Linked DNA regions of Gossypium hirsutum: region 2 is linked to region 1. The links are chromatin contacts, called in public Hi-C maps. All regions are on one chromosome and are shown on one strand. Each heading gives the region's core, a stretch centred on a gene start, on an enhancer-like site or on the middle of the called end of the contact. The rest is flanking DNA. Distances are from core to core; before and after follow the strand shown. Region 1 holds the start of LOC107886348. Region 2 holds the start of LOC107886345 (gibberellin 2-beta-dioxygenase 6).

Region 1 (3,009 bases), core at 365-2,864:
CTAGAGTTTAGGGTTTGGGGTTTGGGGTTTGGGGTTTAGAGATAAATATGGTAAACTACTTAACTTGTGTATCTTGGATTTTTTTATAATATAAATCTAAATAAGATAAATATAAATTATTATTTTAAAAAAATATATATATCAAAATGGGTTAAATCCCAAAAGTATACATGAACAATGGTTTATTGTGCAATGGGTTAAATCCCAAAAGCATAAATTATGAACACAATTATTGATATAATATCATTTTATATTTATATATTGCATACATAAATATTTATATTTATTCAATATAAAAATATATTGATGTATTTATTTTTTAAAATGTATATGATTAAATCAAAATTAAAGTTTCAATTATACATTTAAACCACAATTAGAATTTCACATCTACAATTACACATTAAATCGAAATTCATATATAATTCTGAGATGTATCTCTATCAAAATTTAGGTGTATACATATAATTAAATATCTAATTATGGTTTAAGGGTTGGGGTTAAGGGTTTATGGTTTATGTTTTATGGTTTAGAGTTTAGGGGATAGGGGTTATGATATAATATTTATTATTTTAAGGTTTAGGATTTATGATTTAGGATTTAAGGTTTGGTGTTTGGGGATCAGGGTTTAATTTTCAGTGTTTAGGGATAAATATAGGGATCAGGGTGCAATTGTATATATGAACTTTAATTTGATCTAGTTCTTGTAAATTATTAACACAATTATTGATATAACATCATTTTATATTTATTTATTGCATACATAAATATTTATATTTATTCAATATAAAAATATATTGATGTATTTATTTTTTAAAATGTCTATGATTAAATCAAAAATAAAAAACTTAAAAATTTAATATTTAAAATTTAAAATTTTCATCCATATTTTAGTTAAAAAGATCAATATTCAAAATTTAAAAAAAATTCCAAAAAATGATAATCTCAACACAAAAATTGTGAAAGGAAAAAATAGAAAAAAATATGTTAAAAATGAAAAGAAAATTAAAATTGAGCAATAGTGACATTTTTGGGATAAAATGCCGCAAAAAAATTGAATTATAGTCCCGTTTTTAGCGAAAACGCCGCAAAAAAAATCCAAGCCATTATTTTTTATAAAAAAAAAAGGAAAATCCCGCTCACCCCAAAAAATTATTTTTTGGTTCCCCGCTCGTTAACCAAATCCCTCAAATAAAAGTTATGTACTTATTTCTTTTCCCCGTTTACTCTCAAAATTTGCCCCCAAAATCTTTTTCCTTTCACTGACTGAATTTACCCTCCATAGCTACTCCTTTTCTCTCGATCTATTAAGGATTTGGAGAAACAAATGGAAGTTGAAGAGAAGGAGAACGAGGAAGAGAAGAGGGGGGAGGAGGAAGAAGAAGAGAGTGAAGATGAAGGGATTAAAAAGGTCAAAGGTAGTAGTAGAAAGGGGAGTTCTAGGAAATCTGGTCAAGGTTCGGCTGAGAAGAAAGAGGCAGTGACGCCTAGTAATGATAGACCTACAAGGGAAAGGAAAGTTGTAGAAAGGTATTCAGCTCCTTCTGTTGTAAGGTCTTCCTCGTTTAAAACTGTCAATTGAAAAGGTATGCTTTCTTTTCTGGGGTTAAGCCATGGGTTCATCGCCTGCACCACTTCCGTCCAACGATGGTACTGCCATTGATCAAGGAATCGCTTACATTCTCCTTTTACTTGCTCTGGCAATTACCTATCTCATCCATTGATGATCTTTTTTTATATTTTATTTTTATTGGTATATGAGCTATAAATGATTTTTTTATGTATTTTCTCTATATATCTAGTGAGAGAAATTGCAGTAATTTTGTTTTTTTCTTCTCTCCTATCTCTGTGTTGTAAATCTATGCAGAAAATAAATCCAGTTGAGAATTTGTGATCACATAATCATTTTACTATATATTTTTTTGCTCCTTGTGGAATTTGGAATATATTTAGATTCATATGACCAAATCGATAGATCAAAACGTTTGTATATTAGCAGATGATTCTTGCCTTCTTATCCCTCTTTTTTGTTTTTAAATGAGTAAAGAGTGCATTTTATTTCCCTCTTTATTCTTGCATCTGCCATAGAAAGACCACCTTGTCGAGGAGTTGATTGGCTGTTAATGTATAATTAAATTTATAATATGTAATATTTAGTCAATTGCTAGTCTTGTAACTTGGGCCATTTTTGACTTCATGTACATATTTTTGTTAGATTCTTTTTTCCTTACTTTTATTTTTTATCTTGCAAGTTTTTATTGTGGCTGTGCTTGCCATCTTTCCACTTGTCCCTAAAAGTCTTTCAAATAGGGCTTATCGGCTTTCATTTATGGGCACTGCTTGTTCTTCTGTATACTCTTTGTATGCACTATATAGGGTAAACATATTTCTACTGACTTGTCATACATTTGGTAAATATATGATAGTTTTATGGATAAGGAAAGTGCCTGTTTGGGTGGCTGGGTTACATTGTTTCTTTACCTTCTTTTTTTTTTTTTGGGTTGCCTGTTTTAGTTTCTTTTGTTTTGAGAGAGTCCAGGCCTTGTTTTAATTTTAATAATAATCCAGCCATTCTTTTTTTCAAATATATATATGATAGTTTTTTCTGTTGAACCTATTCTATATGTTATGTAGAGGCCAAGAGCATGGACTTTACAAGTTGTTCAAGTGTATTTTCAATTAGTAATTGCAACCAAAGATTTTATCTACTTTATCTACTGCCTTACATTTGTCACTTCACATCTTTGCCTTAAATGTAAGCATTCTTCTGCTCATAAACACTTTTTACATTTTTGCTCCGGAATTCTCTTTATTATTATGTAGTATGATGAATTGATATGGACCTTCACTGCAGTTGCTTTGATTCCCATTTTATGCCGATCACTCGAACGCATTGCAAAGTTTTTAAGGCATAATTTTAGTCGTTCTACCTTGTACAGGTAGACCTTTATTCCGATAAAACTATCTTCTGTATTACAGTGTTCTGGTTTAGTTTTTTTTTAATTAATC
Region 2 (3,114 bases), core at 51-2,550, 230 kb before region 1:
TTACCCACTTGGAGTCCTTCATGAGTTGAAGTCCTCCTACCTGATCTTGACATAGAATTGTGAGGAAATCACTATCGATGTGGCGCACTAAACCCAAAATCTCCGGAGATATCGGACAGGCCGCGTAGTGATTCAGGCGAAGGAAGCAGGTGCCTTCGTCGCATAAATTCTTGATCACTTCCTTTCCATGTCCCAAATTCGCTGTCAAAACGCTTCCTAGAAATCCTGCAAGTTTCGACATGGCAGCTGCAAATTCTATCATCACTGCCCTGTAGAAAACCAGAGGATAACGTTTTATTTGTTAGCACTTGGGATGCAAACAGCGGCTGCAACGCAATGTTATGGCTGTTTTTTTTTAGCAGTTTAGACATATTATTAATTGCGTCCATGTTTGTATTACCTTAAAGATATAAACTCTCCATAACAAGCTTCATCTGAAACCTTGGTAAGAGGGATATGGAAAGCCTCAGACCATGAGAACTGTTTAGGACAGGTAGACCTCGGACTTCCCCATCTGTAAGAATTATTCAAAAGTCCACAACTAGCTTTCCTTTCAAAGGGTATTTTGAACAACTTCACTTGTTCACTTCTCATTTTCTCAACTAGTTGAGGGCTAATCCCATGGTTCAACACTTGGAAAAATCCCCATTCTGATGATGCGCCGCATATGGCTGCAACACAAGCTCGGCGAACCGTTTCGTCGTGATTGCTTAGACCACTCAAGTCAATCAAAGGAAGTTGGCATTCTTCGATGACAAGTCTGTTTTTAGTGACATCGAGTTGAGGTGAGTGGCTTGAAAAAATTGCTCCATAATGGTTAAGGAGAGGTGGGTCTGAGTTGGTCATTGCTATAGAAATGAAAATATACTTCCTAGAGGTGAGGTGCATGGTGAAAACGTGAAGGGGAAACTCTCTTTATATATGATTCGGAGAGGGAGTTTGGGGAAGACAATGAACCTAAAAAGCAAGAGAACAAGTGAGAAGCTACCAAATGTTGACAGATGTCAAAAGAAGAGCGTTTCACTCCTAATTGTCTGAAAGAGAACATGTTTAAGTTGGTACAATTAGAGTATCAAGTAATGACTAAAAGAAAATAGAGCGTTAAGCATTTGGCAGGTGGGATAATGGTAAGAAGCTTCGAACCAAACCTCCCTCCCTCCATTCTTTTTTATTTTATTGAAGCTTGGTTTACATGGTGAAAGTTCCTTTTAACATGAATAATGGAGCATTACTTTGTTTACCAATTGGCCATTGGAAATTTTTTACTTTTTCTTTTCTTTTTAGTTTTAAACTCTACCATGTTTCCAGAAAAAAACAGAAGAAGCGTTCGGTTTTTACCTTTTTTTCCTCTTACGTTCTAAGATAGGAATAAATTTTTTTTATGTATAAGTATAATGTATTTATTAATAAATAAATACTAATAATTTTATTTAAACATAAATAAATAGGAATAATTATTATTAAAAAATATTAATAAATTTCAAATTTAGGATATTGAGTTTAAAGGCTTAAGTCTAGAAGTTTAGAGTTTTAACATTTATTTATGATTAATTATTTAATTTTATTTAAATAAAGTTATCAAAATTCATTTATAAGTCCTCTATTATTTTTATATTTTATTTAATAATAAGATGCCATGTCATTATTTAGTGAGATTTATGTCCCGAAAATATATTAAATAGTCTCCCAATTAAAATGTTGATGTGATATTATATCTATTTAAAAATATTCAAAGCACATAATAAATTTGTTTAAAAATAAAAGAATATACTTATAAATTACACAAATGTTTATATTTAAATCCGAATAACAAAACTCGATACTTATATATAAATATGAAAAGCAGGGATATCGATATTTAGCAAATTGCAACACCGTTGAGAATGGAGCTGACTTTTTTTATACCTGCCCAATCCAACTTGGAAACCATGGAAATTAATTTAACTTAAAATTTTATACTGATTCTTGAATGAAGCATCCATTTGCAATAAGCATCCGACAGGAAAAACTTAAAATAAAAGATCTAGACCTTAATCAGTAGGCTTTAAAATTGCTTTTTATTACCATTGGATTATTTCTTGCAGCAGCAGAATAACCTTTGGGTTCTTTAGCAAGTTGGAATTAAGAATTTATAATATATAAGATTTTTCCAATTTTAAAATTTAATCTAACTAAAGTTTCATTTAAATAAGTGATGCTAGTAATGTGATATCTCATATCCGATCCCGTCGTCAGATTCAAGTTGTAAAGTATCACATTTATTGTCGGAGCAACTACGTTCAAACTAACAAAAAAATTATACCATTAAATAATTAATTTCAGTCAATACATGCATATAATACAATGTACAATTGTTCCCGGGTCTTAAACGAGCTTACTAAAGCTCTATTGTTAACCTAAGTTCGAATCAAGACTAAACTGTAAATTTTTCAAAAATTTAGGTTAACATCGCGATGTCAGGGAGTTCCTTATCGTGACACAACATACTGATTGAAACAACCTTTTTTCAATGATGTCGAAAACAATGATTTCAGGATCACAATTCCGACATGTGAGCCCGTAAATATTATTTATTTAATATTTACGAAGTTATTAAAGTGTTGTATTAGGATTTGGTTCAATAATTTTGACGTTTGGTTATTTAATTAAAGAAAAATGACTAAATTGTAAAAATTATAAAAGTTATACACTATATGATTTTTAATTCTTCAAGGGTCCAAATATGTATTTAGACCAATGTCTTTCTATGTTTGATGGATGATAATGTTATCATCCATATTAAGGAAGCTTAATTATACTTAGTAATAGTTTAATTAAGGTTTAATCTTAAAAAGTCTTAATAATTACAATTTTACCAAATTATATATATTAATTTAAAGAAACAAAAAATGAGTCGTTGTCTTCATCTTTTTCTCATCTCTTATCCATGACCGAATGTGGAAGAAATTTCTCATAGTTAGCTTTCAACTTTCAACCTTTGATTGGTAAGTAATTTCTAGTTCATTTCTTATAAATTTTATGTTTTTGAGATCTTGAGAACCTGGTTTAGCTAACTTGGGGATTATTTCGCGAAACTGTTAAAGTTTAGAAAAGTTACAATTAAAGGATTAATGA

The links. A called contact is a pair of places that touch in the nucleus more often than the background predicts.
Region 2: a Hi-C map of fibers shows a contact between it and region 1, with 2.5 times the contacts expected there. The contact joins the promoter of LOC107886345 here to the promoter of LOC107886348 in region 1. A contact is called at or near these places in 2 of 34 Hi-C or Micro-C datasets (fibers and leaf).

Annotation. Positions count from the first base shown.
Region 1 is chrA03:73,001,319-73,004,327 of Gossypium_hirsutum_v2.1, reverse strand. It overlaps LOC107886348, which reads left to right and starts at 1,614. Exons shown (of 9, transcript XM_041095072.1): 1 at 1,614-1,700; 2 at 2,216-2,377; 3 at 2,635-2,755; 4 at 2,855-2,939. The coding sequence starts at 1,614.
Region 2 is chrA03:73,234,237-73,237,350 of Gossypium_hirsutum_v2.1, reverse strand. It overlaps LOC107886345 (gibberellin 2-beta-dioxygenase 6), which reads right to left and starts at 1,300. Exons shown (of 3, transcript XM_016810264.2): 1 at 401-1,300; 2 at 1-269. The coding sequence starts at 888.